Regions from separate parts of the Macaca mulatta genome. Here region 2 is linked to region 1. The links are chromatin contacts, called in public Hi-C maps. All regions are on one chromosome and are shown on one strand. Each heading gives the region's core, a stretch centred on a gene start, on an enhancer-like site or on the middle of the called end of the contact. The rest is flanking DNA. Distances are from core to core; before and after follow the strand shown. Region 1 holds the start of SWSAP1 (SWIM-type zinc finger 7 associated protein 1). Region 2 holds the start of PRKCSH (PRKCSH beta subunit of glucosidase II).

What was found. Hi-C and Micro-C count contacts between places; a contact is called where the count stands out from the background.
Region 2: a Hi-C map of fetal cortex germinal zone shows a contact between it and region 1, with 1.8 times the contacts expected there. The contact joins the promoter of PRKCSH here to the promoter of SWSAP1 in region 1. A contact is called at or near these places in 2 of 14 Hi-C or Micro-C datasets (cortical neurons and fetal cortex germinal zone).

The regions. Positions count from the first base shown.
Region 1 is chr19:12,108,883-12,112,992 of T2T-MMU8v2.0, forward strand. It overlaps SWSAP1 (SWIM-type zinc finger 7 associated protein 1), which reads left to right and starts at 1,863. Exons shown (of 3, transcript XR_013408949.1): 1 at 1,863-2,126; 2 at 2,712-3,342.
Region 2 is chr19:12,167,181-12,171,290 of T2T-MMU8v2.0, forward strand. It overlaps PRKCSH (PRKCSH beta subunit of glucosidase II), which reads left to right and starts at 2,328. Exons shown (of 18, transcript XR_013408985.1): 1 at 2,328-2,399; 2 at 2,766-2,889; 3 at 3,082-3,198. It overlaps ODAD3 (outer dynein arm docking complex subunit 3), which reads right to left and starts at 2,475. Exons shown (of 13, transcript XM_077977737.1): 1 at 2,383-2,475. The coding sequence starts at 2,464.

The DNA.
Region 1 (4,110 bases), core at 613-3,112:
TGCACGCCACCACACCTGGCTAAATTTTTTTTTTTTTTGAGACAGAGTCTCGCTCTGTCGCCCAGGCTGGAGTGCAGTGGCATGATCTCGGCTCACTGCAAGCTCCGCCTCCCGGGTTCACGCCATTCTTCTGCCTCCACCTCCCAAGTAGCTGGGACTACAGGTGCCCACCACCATGCCTGGCTAAATTTTTTTTTCTATTTTTAGTAGAGATGGGGTTTCACTGTGTAAGCCAGGATGGTCTTGATCTCCTGACCTCATGATCTGCCCACCTCAGCCTCCCAAAGTGCTGGGATTACAGGCATGAGCCACACCGCGCCCAGTGATATTAAAAATTAGCACCTGGCTAATTTTTAAGTATTTTGTAGAGATGGGGTCTCACTACATTGCCCAGGCTGGTCTTGAACTCTTGGCCTCAAGCAATCCTCCTGCCTTGGCCTCCCAAAGCACTGGGACTACAGACATAAGCCACCATACCAGGCCTGTTTGTGCATCTGGAGTGTTGAAATGTGAGGTGAATCATGGGTTGTGTATCTGCTGGGGGATGGGGACTGAGGTAGGGTGTTTGACAGCGCAGTGTATCGGTGTGCTTCACTGTGTGTGTCTGCGTGTGTAGTGGCAATGTCATAGTTACGTGTTTTGCAAGAGAAAGGGTGTGGGGGATGAATGTGGGACAGAGTTTGTATGGGATGCTTTGTGTCAGGATAGGGCAAGGTTGGAGCATGTGCATGATGGAGATTCTGAAAATAGAATATATTCAGAGATGCCGTGGTGGGTGTGTGTGTGTGTAGAGGGGTGTGAGGGTGCCCAGCTGTGTGAGTGGGTGTGTTGGGGGATGTCGTGGAGCTGTTTTCTGGTCCCAGAGGGAGAGAGAAAGCCCAGGAAATCTCACTTTCTCCCTGCCCCTGGGTCTCCAGGCAACGGCACCACTTTGGAGTTACCAGGAGACAAGGTTGCCAGGGCAACACAGGCGTGAGTGGCAGCTCTGGGACGAAGTCTGGGTGAGAAGATCCAGCCAGGGATCACGATCATTCACTTTGTTCCTCCCTTTCTCCCTGTTTCTCATCAATCCCACTTCCCTTCCTTCATTGTCTTAACGAGCCTGTATTTGAGAACCTACAAATGTGCCAGGTGCTATTGTGGGTACTGGAGAACAGAAGTGAACAAGACAAACACTGTCCCTGCTGTATGTCTCCTTCAGTGTTTCAGCGCCTGTCTCTTTGTCTCTCCCGCTCCCTTCTTTGTCCTGCGGTCCTGCCCTCCCCCCGCACCACAAGGAAGGCCCCACAGAACCCCTTAGCCAGTGAGGAAGTTGAGAGCCTTCATCTCACAGACTTTCGGGGACGGCTGTGTCCCTGAGCCTGTGTCCCCAGACACACACTCCTGCCCATACTCAGGTGCACAGAAAGACAAGCACACAGCTCATCCCCCTCTTCAATTCTCAGTTGTCATTGGATGACATCAGCAAAACCACACACAAATACATGCCGATCACAATACTCCTCTGAGATATCATAAACCCCATTTTACAGGAGGGCAAACTGAGGCTAGGCGACTTTAAAGAATATGTCACTCATTCTGGTCTGCTCCTCCAATTCTTAATCCTTATATTTGTCTCATTAGCTGACAATAACAGTATTCGTGCTGGTTCCCCCAGCAGCCTCCCTTAAGGAAGGGCCTTATTTCCCTATTTCCCTCGAATGCACCCTTTCCTCCGCATAGGTTCTAACCCTTCGCTCATTCCCCAGAGGAATCGAGTTTTGATGGACAGATTCCTAAACCAATAGAGAAACTAAGTGAACTGTACCGAAGCGGCCTCGACTTGGGCGGGACTAAGACTGGGAAAGAGCCACCAATTGGACAGAGCTACGCGGCGAATGGCGGAGACGCTGAGGCGGGTGCTGACCAGGGACGGTGCGGCCTGGTCCGGGGAGGAGAACACGGCTTCCGCCGGACCGCCTTTGCTGCTTCTCGGCGCACCAGGGTCTGGAAAAACAGCGCTGCTATTTGCTGCGGCCCTAGAGGCGGCGGGGGAGGGCCAAGGCCCAGTCCTCTTCCTGACACGGAGGCCTCTACAAAGCCTGCCCCGCGGGACCGGAACGACTCTAGACCCAATGCGACTCCAGGTAACTGTGCGGTGGGAGTGGAGGCGTTCTAGCCAATGGTGGAGTAGATCCGGGACTACTGAGTGACAGGTAGACAAGCCCATGGAGGGGACGGTGGAAGGGCGGGCCAGGGCAGCCACGATGGGGCGGAGTCAGGCAGGCGCAGTGAGGGGTGGCACCACGCGGAGCTTAATTAAGATTGAAGTGAGAGCCCATCCAATGATGGGCGGTGTTAGCAAGAGGCGGTGCCCAGAGGGTGAAGTCAGGCCCATCAAGGGGCGGGGCCAAGCTTGGGTCCATTCAGGACCAGAGTTGGCTCCTGTTGGTGTCAAGGATGAGGTCAGACCGACAATGCAATGCTGGGGGACGGTTTTCCGTGGAAAAACTGCCCTAGAGATTTGGCCAAAAACAAGCAAAAATGACTTGCCCTCAACTAATACTCGGCAGTGATGAGTGCTGGAAAAAGGGACGAATACAAGAATATTTAACCACTCTGAGCTGGTTCATCCTGGAACCAAGGAAAGTATGCAAGGAGGCAGGGTTCTCTTGCAAGCAGTCTGGCTTCTTGTGCTGAATCCGGCCCTTTCCTTCTGTTTCTCCTTCTAGAAGATCCGCTTCCAGTACCCACCCTCAACCCGAGAGCTTTTCCGGCTCCTGTGCTCTGCCCATGAAGCCCCGGGGCCAGCCCCCTCCCTTCTGCTGCTCGATGGCCTAGAAGAGTACCTAGCGGAAGACCCAGAGCCCCAGGAAGCCGCCTACCTCATTGCCTTACTTCTAGACACAGCTGCCCACTTCAGCCACCGGCTTGGGCCTGGCCGGGACTGTGGGCTCATGGTGGCCCTCCAGACCCAGGAGGAGGCAGATAGTGGGGACGTCCTGCACCTGGCACTGCTCCAGCGGTATTTTCCTGCCCAGTGCTGGCTGCAGCCAGATGCACCAGGTCCAGGAGAACACGGCCTCCGAGCCTGCCTGGATCCAGGCGGGCTGGGCCCCAGAACAGAGTGGTGGGTGACTTTCCGATCAGATGGAGAAATGATGATTGCTCCATGGCCCACCCAGGCTGGTGACCCCAGCTCAGGCAAGGGTTCAAGCTCTGGAGGCCAGCCCTGAGCTTTGGTGGGTGACCACCTCTCTGTGTTTCAGTTGCCCATGGCTACTTACCTCAGGGACATATGCAGATCCAAAGACCTAAACAATGTAAAGTGCTTTTTCTCTTTTAAAAGTATAGCATTATCTTGTATCTATTGTACCCAATCAATATATTGTTTAGTTTTGTTGCTTTAAACTTTATAAAAAGAGCTTCAGGCCGGGCGTGGTGGCTCACGCCTGTAATCCCAGCACTTAGGGAGGCTGAGGCAGGCAGGTTACCAGAGGTCAGGAGTTGGGAGACCAGCCTGCCCAACATGATGAAACCCTGTATCAACTAAAAATACAATAAAAATCAGCTGGGTGTGGTGGCAGGTGCCTGTAATCCTAGCTACTCGGGAGGCTTAGGCAGGAGAATCGCTTGAACCCAGGAGGCGGAGGTTGCAGTGAGCCAAGATTGTGCCATTACACTCCAGCCTGGGCGACAAAGCGAGACTCCCAAAAAAAAAAAAAAAAAAAAAAGTTTCATGATAAACATAATCTTCTGAGACTTCCTTTTTGCACTCAACGTTGTTACTAAGATTCAGCTACATTTTTTTAGTTCATTCCTTTTTCCGTATTGCATATAATTCCATGGGTGACTATACCCTGATTTCTTCATTAGATTGCCTTATTTACTGCTGTGAACATTCTTGCACACATGTCCTGGCACGTGTGTGTGTTTTCAGGGGCCGAGACAGGTGGATCACCTGAGGTCAGGAGTTGGAGACCAGCCCAGCCAACATGGTGAAACCCCGTCTCTACTAAAAATACAAAACTTAGCCAGGCGTGGTGGCTGGCACCTGTAATCCCAGCTACTTGGGAGGCTGAGACAGGAGAATGCTTGAACCCAGGAGGCAGAGGTTGCAGTGAGCTGAGA
Region 2 (4,110 bases), core at 1,078-3,577, 59 kb after region 1:
ACAGACATGCCTGCCACCACGCCTGGCTAATTTTTCGTATTTTTAGTAGAGACGGAGTTTCACCGTGTTGGCCATGCTGGTCTCAATGTCTTAGGACATTGCCAAATGGCCACTGTGGGGCAAACTAACCCTTTTCTAACAAGAACCATTGGTTTACACCTTATGGTACTTTGCTATGTGCCAGGCACTGTTCTAAGTACTTAACACAATTGAGGTACCTATGTTGTACCGTTACTATCCCCATTTCACACATGGAGAAACTGAGAACAATTAGGTTACTCTTAGTCCCCCAAGGCTGACAACTATTATGCAGAGTCAGGATTCCAACCCAGAAAATCTGGCTCTAAAATCTATGCTCAGGCCAGGTGCGGTGGCCCATGCCTATAATCCCAGCACTTTGGGAAGCTGAGGAGGAAGGATTGCTCAAACCCAGGAGTTCGAGACCAGCCTGGGCAGCATAGTGAGACCCCATCTCTACAAAAAGTAAGAAAATTAGCCAAGCACAGTGACATATGCCTGTAGTCCCAGCTACTCAGGAGGCTGAGGTGGAAGGCTCGCTTGAGCCCAGCTATTATCGAACCACCGCACTCCAGCCTGAACAGCATAGCAAGAACCTGTCAGAAAGAAAGAAGGCTGGGGGTAGTGGCTCACACATGTAATCCCAGCACTTTGGGAGGCCAAGGCCGGTGGATCACTTGAGATCAGGAGTTCGAGACCAGCCTGGCCAACATAGTGAAATCCTGTCTCCACTAAAAATATAAAAATTAGGTGTGGTGGCATGCACCTGTAGTCCCAGCTAGTCAGGAGGCTGAGGCAGGAGAATTACTTGAACCTGGGAGGCAGAGATTGCAGTGAGCCGAGATCACGCCACTGCTCTCCAGCCTAGGCAACAAAGCAAGACCCTGTCTAAAAAAAAAGAAAAAAAAAAAAAAGGCCGGGTGCAGTGGCTCACACCTGTAATCCTAGCCAGCACTTTGGGAAGCTGAGGTGGGCGGATCACGAAGTCAAGAGATTGAGACCACCCTGGCCAATATGGTGAAACCCCTTTGTACTAAAAACACAAAAATTAGCTGGGCATGGTGGCGCGTGCCTGTAGTCCCAGTTACTCTGGAGGCTGAGGCAGGAGAATTGCTTGAACCTGGGAGGTGGAGGTTGCAGTGAGACCAGATCGTTCCACTGCACTCCTGCCTGGCAACAGAGTGAGATTTCTGCCAAAAAAAAAAGAGAGAGAGAGAGAAAATAAATTACAGGAAAGTATGAAGTACAGTTCATTCGGTTCTGAACTCATGAGAAGTTTTGAGAGAGAGAGGATGAAAAACATGAATCAAGTATGAGTTTTTGCCCAGAAACTGTTCACCTAGACTCATGCTGGAGAAATACCTTTGTCACACCATGCCTGGTCAGAAGATTGGATGGGCACTGTTGACCCCTGACCCTCTGTACCCTCTGGAGCCATCTTACCTAACAGTTGTATCTTTTTATGTAACTCAGCCACCTGAGCGTGCACAGAGGGCTTCCCGGCATCTCTGTGGAAGGATCCTCCCTTGGAACGGCCGGGGGGCCAGGCCTGGGCTGCTCCCTTGCCTCGGAGGTGGCTGGGTTTGCCCGAAGCCTCCCTGCCCTTGACCTTGGAAGAGGGCGTCGAAACCTGGTCCTGAGGAGGCAGGGCGTTGGCGGAGGCCGCCCTGCACAGGGGAGATGTCATGATGGGGTTGGGGCCGAAGGCCCCTAGGGGTTAGGGGGACAACTAGGAGTCAGTCGCTCCTGTCAGGGATCCGTCAGCTCGGATTCCTAGGGCTCTGAAAAATGCACTTTCCGACCGCTAGGTGGTTGCTCTCCGCATCTCTCGGTTGCTAGGTAACCGCCTCCCGTCTCCCTCCAGTGTTTCCATGGAGACCACCCGCGTTCCGTGGCTGACAGTGCGTTCTCATTGGCTGAGGCTGCATAGAGGGGCGGTCCCAACAGAGGGGCAGGGCAGAGCCGCGCTACAGGACAGACGATCTGGGCACTTTGGGGTCACGTGCTCATTCCGTTTCCTTACCCCCGTCCCCCGCAACCTTATCCCGCCCCTGGGGGTTCGTGCGCATTTTTCAGGAACTTTCTTTCCAGCTTGAGGTGCCGCCACTCCCAAGATGGAGGTACGTTGCGCCGCCATTAAGAGCTAGCCCTCAGAACCATCCTCTCTAAGGCTTCACAGTCCTGCCCAAGATGGCCGTCTCGGCTTTGGCACCGCCCCTACTCCTGACTCTCCCAACATGGCTACCCTGACTCCCCGTTCGCGGTGCGGGACGTACGACCGGAAGTGACGGGTCCGACAGTTCCGCTTTCTTTCTGCAGCAGGAACCGTGGCTGCCGGTCAAGAGGGGCGCGGTGGATACTGACCTTTGCTCCGGCCCCGTGTAGGTGTGAACGAGCGGGTGGGAGGGCACCTCAGTTTCCTGCAGGGGGCAACCGGAGGGTGCATATGTGGGTGTGGACGGCGGAAACTGTTAATCCCTTTGGCCCGTTGGCGGGAATTGGGTCACAATTGGGCACAGGGAGCGGAGGTTTTGAGATCTTGAGATCCTCGCCATTGATTTGAGCAAAGTGAGACTGGCCAGGATTGGGGAGATCGCTGCCCCTCGCCCCCATATCGGAAACAAAGTGAGGCCTCATTGCCTGGAAGCGATGGAGGAATCCAATTGGCTGGAAGTAGCCCTCTCCCACTGACCGGGATCCCCTTTCTTCCTGCAGCGTGAAGACACAGCGCGTCTTCCCGCTGTCAGCTTCCTCCCACAGAACCCGTTTCGGGCCTCAGAGCCTCTGGCGAGATGCTGCTGCCGCTCCTTCTGCTGCTACCCATGTGCTGGGCCGTGGAGGTCAAGAGGCCCCGGGGCGTCTCCCTCACCAGTGAGTCCTCCTGTTCACCCTCCCGCCAGGCTGGAGGTGGGAGGGGCCAACATTGGGCCTTGGGGATAGGCATTTACAACCTTTTGCCTCAGTTTCCCGGTAGTGCTCCGCTGGTGGGGGTGGGAGGACAGAGGTGGTATTTGATGGAGAAGGCGCTTTCCTGCCCTGGGCTGAGCTTCCTGCACCCCACAGATCATCACTTCTATGATGAGTCCAAGCCTTTCACCTGCCTGGACGGTTCGGCCACCATCCCATTCGATCAGGTCAACGATGACTATTGCGACTGCAAAGATGGCTCTGACGAGCCAGGTGAGCCTTTTCTCTGTTCATCCATCAGATATTTATTGAACGCTGCTCATTGCCAGGCCCTGTCTGTGTGACCAAGATACTCCCTATGCTGACTCCCCCTTGAGTGGGCAGAAACAAGCCCAGCAGTCAGTAGTCAGTGGTCAGTGGTCAGTCTTATGGCCCCGGGCAGCTGGAGGAGCCCAGAGTCCTCCTACTCCCAAGCCTAGGGGTCAGAAAAGGCTCCTCCAAGGAGGTGAGGTTTCAGTTAAATCCCGAGGGTGCTGCAGATGGAGGGGCCAACATGGGCAAACCCCTGGAAGTGGGAGACAGGGTGGGGCCAAGAGCAATCCAGCAGGAGACAGAGGTGAAGGGAAACCCTGGCTTTTTGTTTTTCTGTTTTTTGAAGAGACAGAGTCCTGCTGTGTTGCCGAGGCTGGAGTACAGTGGCATGATTGTAGCTCACTGCAGCCTGGAACTCTTGGGCTCAAGTCATCCTCCTGCCTTGGCCTTCCAAAGTGCTGGGGTTACAGGTGCAAGCCACCGTGCCTGGATGAGGCCGTTTTGTTTTGAATTTTCTTTGAGATGGAGTTTCACTCTTATCGCCCAGGCTGGAGTGCAGTGGCACGGTCTTGGTTCACTGCAACCTCCGCCTCCCAGGTTCAAGCGATTCTCCTGCCTCAGCCTCCTGAGTAGCTGGGATTACAGGCGCATGCCACCATGCCCAGCTAATTTTTCGTATTTTTAGTAGAGACGGGGTTTCACCATGTTGGCCAGGCTGGTCTCAAACTCATCACCTCAGGTGATCCACCCATCTCGGCCTCCCAGAGTGCTGAGATTACAGGCGTGAGCCACAGCGCCAGGCAGAGACCCTATTTTGAAGGACCTCAGTGAGACGAGGCAGGAGGCAGCGCTGGAAAGCTTTGTTTCAAGCCC